2 separate regions of the Hordeum vulgare genome follow, and region 1 is linked to region 2. A link is a contact called in public Hi-C data. All regions are on one chromosome and are shown on one strand. The core of a region is the stretch at or near the end of the contact, and the rest is flanking DNA. Distances in the headings are between cores, read along the strand shown.

Region 1 (3,430 bases), core at 685-3,184, 800 kb after region 2:
AGAAATCTAAGAGACAAGAAAAACAGCATTACAATTCCTCAAACAAAAATGGTAACAGAGACACAGAGTAATCAACAACCATATTCTATTTTTGGACAAGAAAGTAGTACTATAACTACGCATGACAAGTTCAGGACAGCTAATCGATTAGAATAATACCTGGGTTTTCTTCAGGTCTGTTACTCATTATGCCTGTAAACTGGAGCTGCCTCTCCATGTGGTTTGATGAACCACGCCGACTGCCCTTGCGGAACACACAGCTTTTAACATCATTGCACCAGCCTCCACCCTGGAATTCAATTTAGAATCACCATCATTAGGTATGTTACTCATTTACAATTCCTAGTTCAATTCAAATTTATCTCTCAGTCCACATATATGTGAGTCGTGGAGTATTACACACCTCCAGATTGACAAGCCAATTGTTTGACCCTGATCCAGATCCTCGGTGTAGGTGGTAACCTGGTAAGCTTCCATCCAAGCATACTGTAATGCAATGTCATGGAAGTAAGCATCAGTATTTATCAGCCTACCATGCTATAAGCAATACTCAAATTCTGGTGTAAATGGGAAGAATTACCCCTGATCAGTAATTATAATGCTATAACATTTCAACAATTATAGTGCTTCCAAAATCCAAAGCATTTTGCCGCTAAGAATAGGCTTGTCTGATTCTAAATTTTACACAAACAGAATCTTCACAACACACATTCATAAATGAGCACCGCCCTACGAAAACTTCAAATCTTGAGCAATTTCCTGCCTGGTGTTTCTGTCGGGTGCCCAACTATTTAGGACCTCTGGTATATTTAGAATGGTGACCAAGCAATCATGCACGGTTAGCTCACACAATTCACAGGCAACAGTTGGCATTGAGCCCCCCACCCCCCAATTAGGTAACAAGGATCCATCATGGGCACCACCAGCAAGGCAAGGCTAGATCCACATGCATATATTTATCTAGATCCGCACATGGCACATGCTAGTACTTGTACCTAGCAATACAAGGATAAGACTATGTATGATCACTCAATCAACTAAGCACCTAAGTGGATACTGAAGAGGAGAAAAATAGAACATGAGCCATCACAATCCCTCTACGGCAACAGCAATCAGATTAATCGTTACTCTGACCGACCAGGGTCAACACAGCAGCGACCCGCATCACGCGTCTCAATGAGCCAATCTACGGCAAGCATGTGACATGCGCAATAAAAAACCAATCTTTGCAACAACAAGAAAAATACTGCTACTAGCAGACGGGCTACAGAGGAACAATTGTGGGGGAGGGAGATTTAGTTACCGGCTCCCTTGGCGGCGGCGGACTGGATGAGGGTGAGGGCGACGAAGGCGCCGTTGCTGCCGCTGCCGGAGTTGGCATTGGTGGAGTAGACCCGCGTGTCATTCGCCCACGGCTCGGAGCCGCGCGCCGCTCCCGCCAAGAACCCGAGGAGCAGGGCAAGAAGGGGCCAAGAACCCATGGCCATCCGCCCTTCCCCTCAAGCTCTCTCGCTCCTCGCCCGGGACTGGGAGAGGAATGGATCTGGAAGAGGAGAGGGAGAAGGAGAAAGGATCGCGGAAGTGGCCAAAGCAGAGAAAGGTACTTATACGCGGCCGAGTGCAAGCGCAGCTGGCTGGCAATGGCCGCTGACGGACAAAGGAAAGGAAAAGGCAGGGCCGCTTCCGGAGATTCGGTGCTGCGGTGCGATGTGTTTACTACTGCTGTGGCTGGTTCAGTGTGAACCCGGAGGTGTTACTGGTTGCCGCGTCGTCACGGTTGGGAGGCAAAGCATCTCGGATGCTGCCTGCGGGAGGAAGAAGAAAAAGGTGTGGGTGTGTGACTGACCGACGGTGGAGCTCGGAAGTCGGCAGGAGAGGGGTGGTGAAAAGCGCCGCTCAGCTCGGCTCAGGGAGGCTGTGATTGCATTCACTGCTAGCTCAGCTTTCCGGGGCCCTTGGCTTTGGCTAGCTCGGTTGCAGGCAGCTGTGTGCGGGACGGGACCGACGGCAGGCAGGCAGGCAGGCAGCTGGTTTTTTGTTTATGGGAGGACGCGCAGTTTCAGAAGGGTCCGTTTGGGATGTTCCGCTGGTAAAATCACACATAGGCCTAGTACTGAAATCTTCAAGACGCAACACGTACAGAAACGAAAGCATGGCCTCCTCTTGAGTCTTGGGTCTTGACGCAGTACAGCTCTCTTTCTCTGGCGGAATGTCTGGTCTATCGCGGGGGAACTTTTTTTCACCGAAAGCTGATGCTCGACTCCCTCCACCGACATGTTCATTCCGTCTATTTCGGTGTTAATGCCGCTTCATTTACTACTAGTACTGCTACTAGGTTAGTTGCTGCACCGGCGCAACTCTATGATTTACTACAGTCTGCAGAAAAGAAAATTAGTCCCTTTTCTCAGTCACATTTTGCCTTTTTTCATACACCGGAAAATTGAAAGGCCCTTCCGGCAAAAAAAAAAAGAATAATGGAAATTGCCCGGACCGGAGTCCCATGCGGCAGCCAGAGTACACTGCTGGCCGTACTTAAACAAACCAGGATGACTGAGGATCTGATTAACTACACTGATGGCGACGGAGACGCCACGGATCGTCTGTGGAGCCAGCGATGTGGCTCCTTAATGTGGCCGGCGAATGTGCTTACAAAATGTAGACCCTCTTTGCACGTCAGAATCTTTGATTGGAACGGACCGGTTTGGACTTGTAGGAACCAGACCATGCACTGATTATTCGGTCGCCAAACGGAATAGGAAGGACCACCATTGTTCGGATGCTCCTTGCAACTTGCAACGCTGAATTTGGCTCACTCGATGCATGCATCCACGTACTACGTACGTACGTCGTACGTGCGCTCCATAATCCGTCCATGGAAAACGAGACCTCACCGGCTCTTGGAACCAACCGGCACGGCCACGTGCCTTGGAGCCACAGCTTGACAAGAGCATCTACACTCGGACTTACAAATCTGATCCTCTAGGTCCACGGGCGCGTTCGGGTAGGGATGGAGCCAGCATGCAAGCATAACAGGAACAAGTTTGTTTATGAAAAAAACAAAGTTCATATGAAGTGAAATTTTTTAACTACAACAATCACTATCATAGTAGAAAAAACAATTTGTTAGGGGGACTAGCCCCCCTCGTCCCCATAGATTCATCCCTGCGTCCGGGCGCCCGTAAACAGCGTTTGTCGGCCTTTCATATGTTATGTCGCATATTCATATACCTTGAATGAAACATTTAAATCCATGTTATCCATGTACGTCGATCATTCGATATAAGTTATTCAAATTCAATAGTTCGAAACAAAGCAAATCAAAGCACAGTTTAACAAATCGAACATGCCAAAATGAAATTAATGTCCGAGCGAGAAAGGATACTTGTCGGATCACTAGCCGGACGAGTTCGTCCATGCATCCTACTCGTCC
Region 2 (3,387 bases), core at 813-3,312:
GCCGGCCGTACGTTGGTGTCGCGCGGGCTGTCGATTGGTCGGACGAGTTCAATTCAAGCACCAGTTGATGCCGACGAGCCCGTGCGCGTCGAACTGCGCCGCCGCCGCGGCGTCGGCGGCCGCCTTGCTGTCGCCGTAGATGCACTGCGCCTGCTGGTGGTACTGCTGGTAGCCGCCGTCGAACACGTAGTCGGACCACTTGAGCTCGTCCAGCGCCGCGCCGTAGTGGTCGGCGCCGGCGCCGGCCCCGCTCGCGTCCTCGGTGCAGCTGCTGATCGACCCCAGCTCCAGCCACGGCAGGTGGTGGTTGCTGGTGCTCTGCGTCGTCGACGACTCGAACCCGCTGCCGCTGTTGCTCGGGTGGTGGTTGTTGCTGTTGTTGTTGCAGCACAGCTCGTCCGTGGCGTTGGCGTTGGCGTTGGCCGCGCCGCCGGGGCTCACGCCGGCCATCGAGTTTAGCGTGCTGGAGCTGGACACCGACGGGATGACCGCGCCGTGCAGCGCGTCCGCGTCCAGGTACCCGGCGAAGTCCGCCGTCTGGTTGTTGTTGTTGTACCCAGACAGCGACGACAGGGACCCGTCGTCGCTGCACCCGCCCACCGCGGCGTGCACGCCGGCGGCGCCGTCCATGCTGCCCCGGCTGTACACGTAGCTCTCCGCCGACACCAGCGGCGGCATGTGCTGTCCCACTTCCCCCACGGGCGACGACAGTATCAGCTCGGCCTCGCTGAACACGGCGCTGCGGCTGACTGGCGCGGCGGCGGCGGCGGCGGCGGCGGGGGCGAGCGGCTTGTGGGTGGCCGGGTCGATGCCGCGCTGGCGGAGCTTCTTCTTGATGAAGGAGTTCCAGAAGTTCTTGACCTCGTTGTCGGTGCGGCCGGGCAGCTGCGCGGCGATCTGAGACCACTTGTTGCCGAGGATGGAGTGGAGGTGGATGATGAGGTCCTCCTCCTCCTGCGAGAAGGCGCCCCTCTTGAGGTCCGGCCTCAGGTAGTTTATCCACCTCAGCCTGCAGCTCTTCCCGCACCTCTCAAGGCCTAATAATGCAGCAACGATATATTGATTAAAAACCGATTAATTCCATCAAATTAGCACTTAAAAACTGCTAACTAACCAGTTCTCCACACAACAAACATTGTCAATCAATTGCATCATACGTACTTACAAAAGCAAACCATCTCTAATTTAGTTCGAAAATACCGGAGTGGCACTAGCATAGCATGACTGACGAGAAAGCTACTGCTGCATTGGTGGATGATCAAGAAGGAGGGGGCGAGCTAGCAAGCTATCTACTCTACTCCACTCAGCCAGCAGCAGCGATGTTGATAGGTTGGTACGGTACCTGCAATCTTGGGGACGGAGCTCCAGCAGCCGTTGCCGTACTTGGCAATGTGGTTCATCAGCTTCTCGTCCTCCTCCGGCGACCAGAGGCCGCGCTTCAGCCTCTTCTTCGTCCCTCCCGGCCGCTTCGACATGCCGCCGGCCGGCTAAGACGACACGAACCAACGCTCAATGGCGTGCCGTACGTCGGCGCCGGCTGTCGCGAGCGGAAGGCGGCGGGCGGCGGAAGGCAATGTCGACGGGCCGGTGAGAGGACCGACGGAGCGATGGAGGGAAGGCAAAGCGAGGCGAGAGTATAAAAGGGGCCTCAAGGCGGAAGGCGGGGGGTCGCTCTCAGGTAGGTGCCAACGTAGCGCTTGCCTCACCTCGCTCTTTCTAGCCAGCCAGCCATTGTACACAGTACACACACACACATAGCTAGCCAGTGTCAGTAGTACTGCTGCCGGCGTACTCTCTCATCTTTTCAGCTCCAGTGAATCCGCCTTTGCCCATCCATCCTACTCTCACAGTCACAGTTGGTCGTGAAATCTCTGGCCCGTGCCGTGTGAGTGTGTGTGTGTGCGCTGATTAGACGTGCAAAGATAGATTAGGTCTCGTAACTGTCCACCCAGCTGCAGTGGTAGGGCTGGTTGACTCTTTTCTGTCCCCCTGCTAGCTTTTCCCGCGCCTTTCCCCCGCCTAATCATTTTTCACCTTGACACCTTTGCATATCCTCCACCACCACCACCACCACCACCACCACCCGCACAGATGCTGTATGCATGCATTGCATGCACCCCGTGGGACTTTGGACGACGACGCTCACTTTGCGTTAACATCACTTCTCGATGCTGCAAGTTGTCCGGAACGCAAGCAATTGATCAGCGAAGCACGGCGCGCGGCAGACATGTCCTGTCGGTCGTCTCTCGTGTAACGCCATCGACTCTCCGGCCGCCACGCATATGATATGAATAACAACAGTCACGTACGTAGCCCCTTCAATTCCTGTCAGTGTAGGGTACGTGCGTCACTTTGGAATTATATATGTCTCCATCAAGTAAACTTTTTGAAGTTTGATTGTCCGTGCATGTTGAAAGAATCGCAAACATTTATTGACAGTGTCAAACTGATCACTACTAAATGATATATTTCTGTCGGTCATTCAACAGTTACGTACATAACCCCCTCAACTCCTGTCGATATACATGGTACTCTAGAATATGTCTCGATCAATAGAACATTTTTTTGGTAGTGTCGAATTGGCAGGTACTACTAAATTCATCATGAAATACAATATACATACATATCCATGTTGTTTTAAAATTACATGTTTCAAAGAACCCGTGATCAAAATGATACGTTTGAAATGGTGCCAATGCATGCCGAAAACGACGCGTATTTCAACACGCAGGTAGCACTGCTGGTTACTAGCCGGATGCCACAGTGGAAGAACCTTATCATGTCACCGATGCGTACGGAGGCAAGTGATCCTATCATTAGGGTGAAGATTGGCTTGCAAGAAAGAGGGAGCTAGCTAGCTGAGAGAAGAGGCCAAATGCCCCATGTGGCACGAGAGAATTAATCTGAGGATCGACACTACAGCAAAGCATGTGTGGACAACGGGGCGCTGCGATGATAACCACATAATAACCATTAGCTGAAAAACACGTTCGCTTTTTCCAAGCTAGCTACTCTATATGAAGAAGCAATCAAGCTGGTGTGAGTCTATAATGTGTGTGCGATCCCTGCTTTGGCCACAGCGATCCAGGGTTTCTATATGGAAGAGATCGTCGGTTAGATCATTTTCCCTGGCAGAGAGCCCGTCGCCAGCGAATAGTGACCGCGTGACATAGAGCGTTTGTAGCACACGTGCCACTACTCACCGACAGGGTTCACTGTAGTGGTTCTGCTCGCGCCTGCATGAAATGTTAGGTTCACGCTACGTACAAACGGGCCGGCGCCACCATCTGCGTTGGCCGCCGTCGACCTGTCGCGCTCGCCGTCTGGGCCTTCTTCTTCTTCTTCTTCTTCTTCTTCTTCTTCTTCGTTGAAATGAGACATGAAGCG

Evidence for each region. A called contact is a pair of places that touch in the nucleus more often than the background predicts.
Region 1: a Hi-C map of seedling shows a contact between it and region 2, with 4 times the contacts expected there. The contact joins the promoter of LOC123425144 here to the promoter of LOC123425141 in region 2. A contact is called at or near these places in 3 of 6 Hi-C or Micro-C datasets (leaf and seedling).

Annotation. Positions count from the first base shown.
Region 1 is chr2H:77,831,937-77,835,366 of MorexV3_pseudomolecules_assembly, forward strand. It overlaps LOC123425144 (pectin acetylesterase 2-like), which reads right to left and starts at 1,935. Exons shown (of 12, transcript XM_045108818.1): 1 at 1,304-1,935; 2 at 404-486; 3 at 160-289; 4 at 1-6. The coding sequence starts at 1,487.
Region 2 is chr2H:77,027,248-77,030,634 of MorexV3_pseudomolecules_assembly, forward strand. It overlaps LOC123425141 (transcription factor MYB102-like), which reads right to left and starts at 2,063. Exons shown (of 2, transcript XM_045108817.1): 1 at 1,343-2,063; 2 at 1-1,037. The coding sequence starts at 1,475. The coding sequence ends at 49.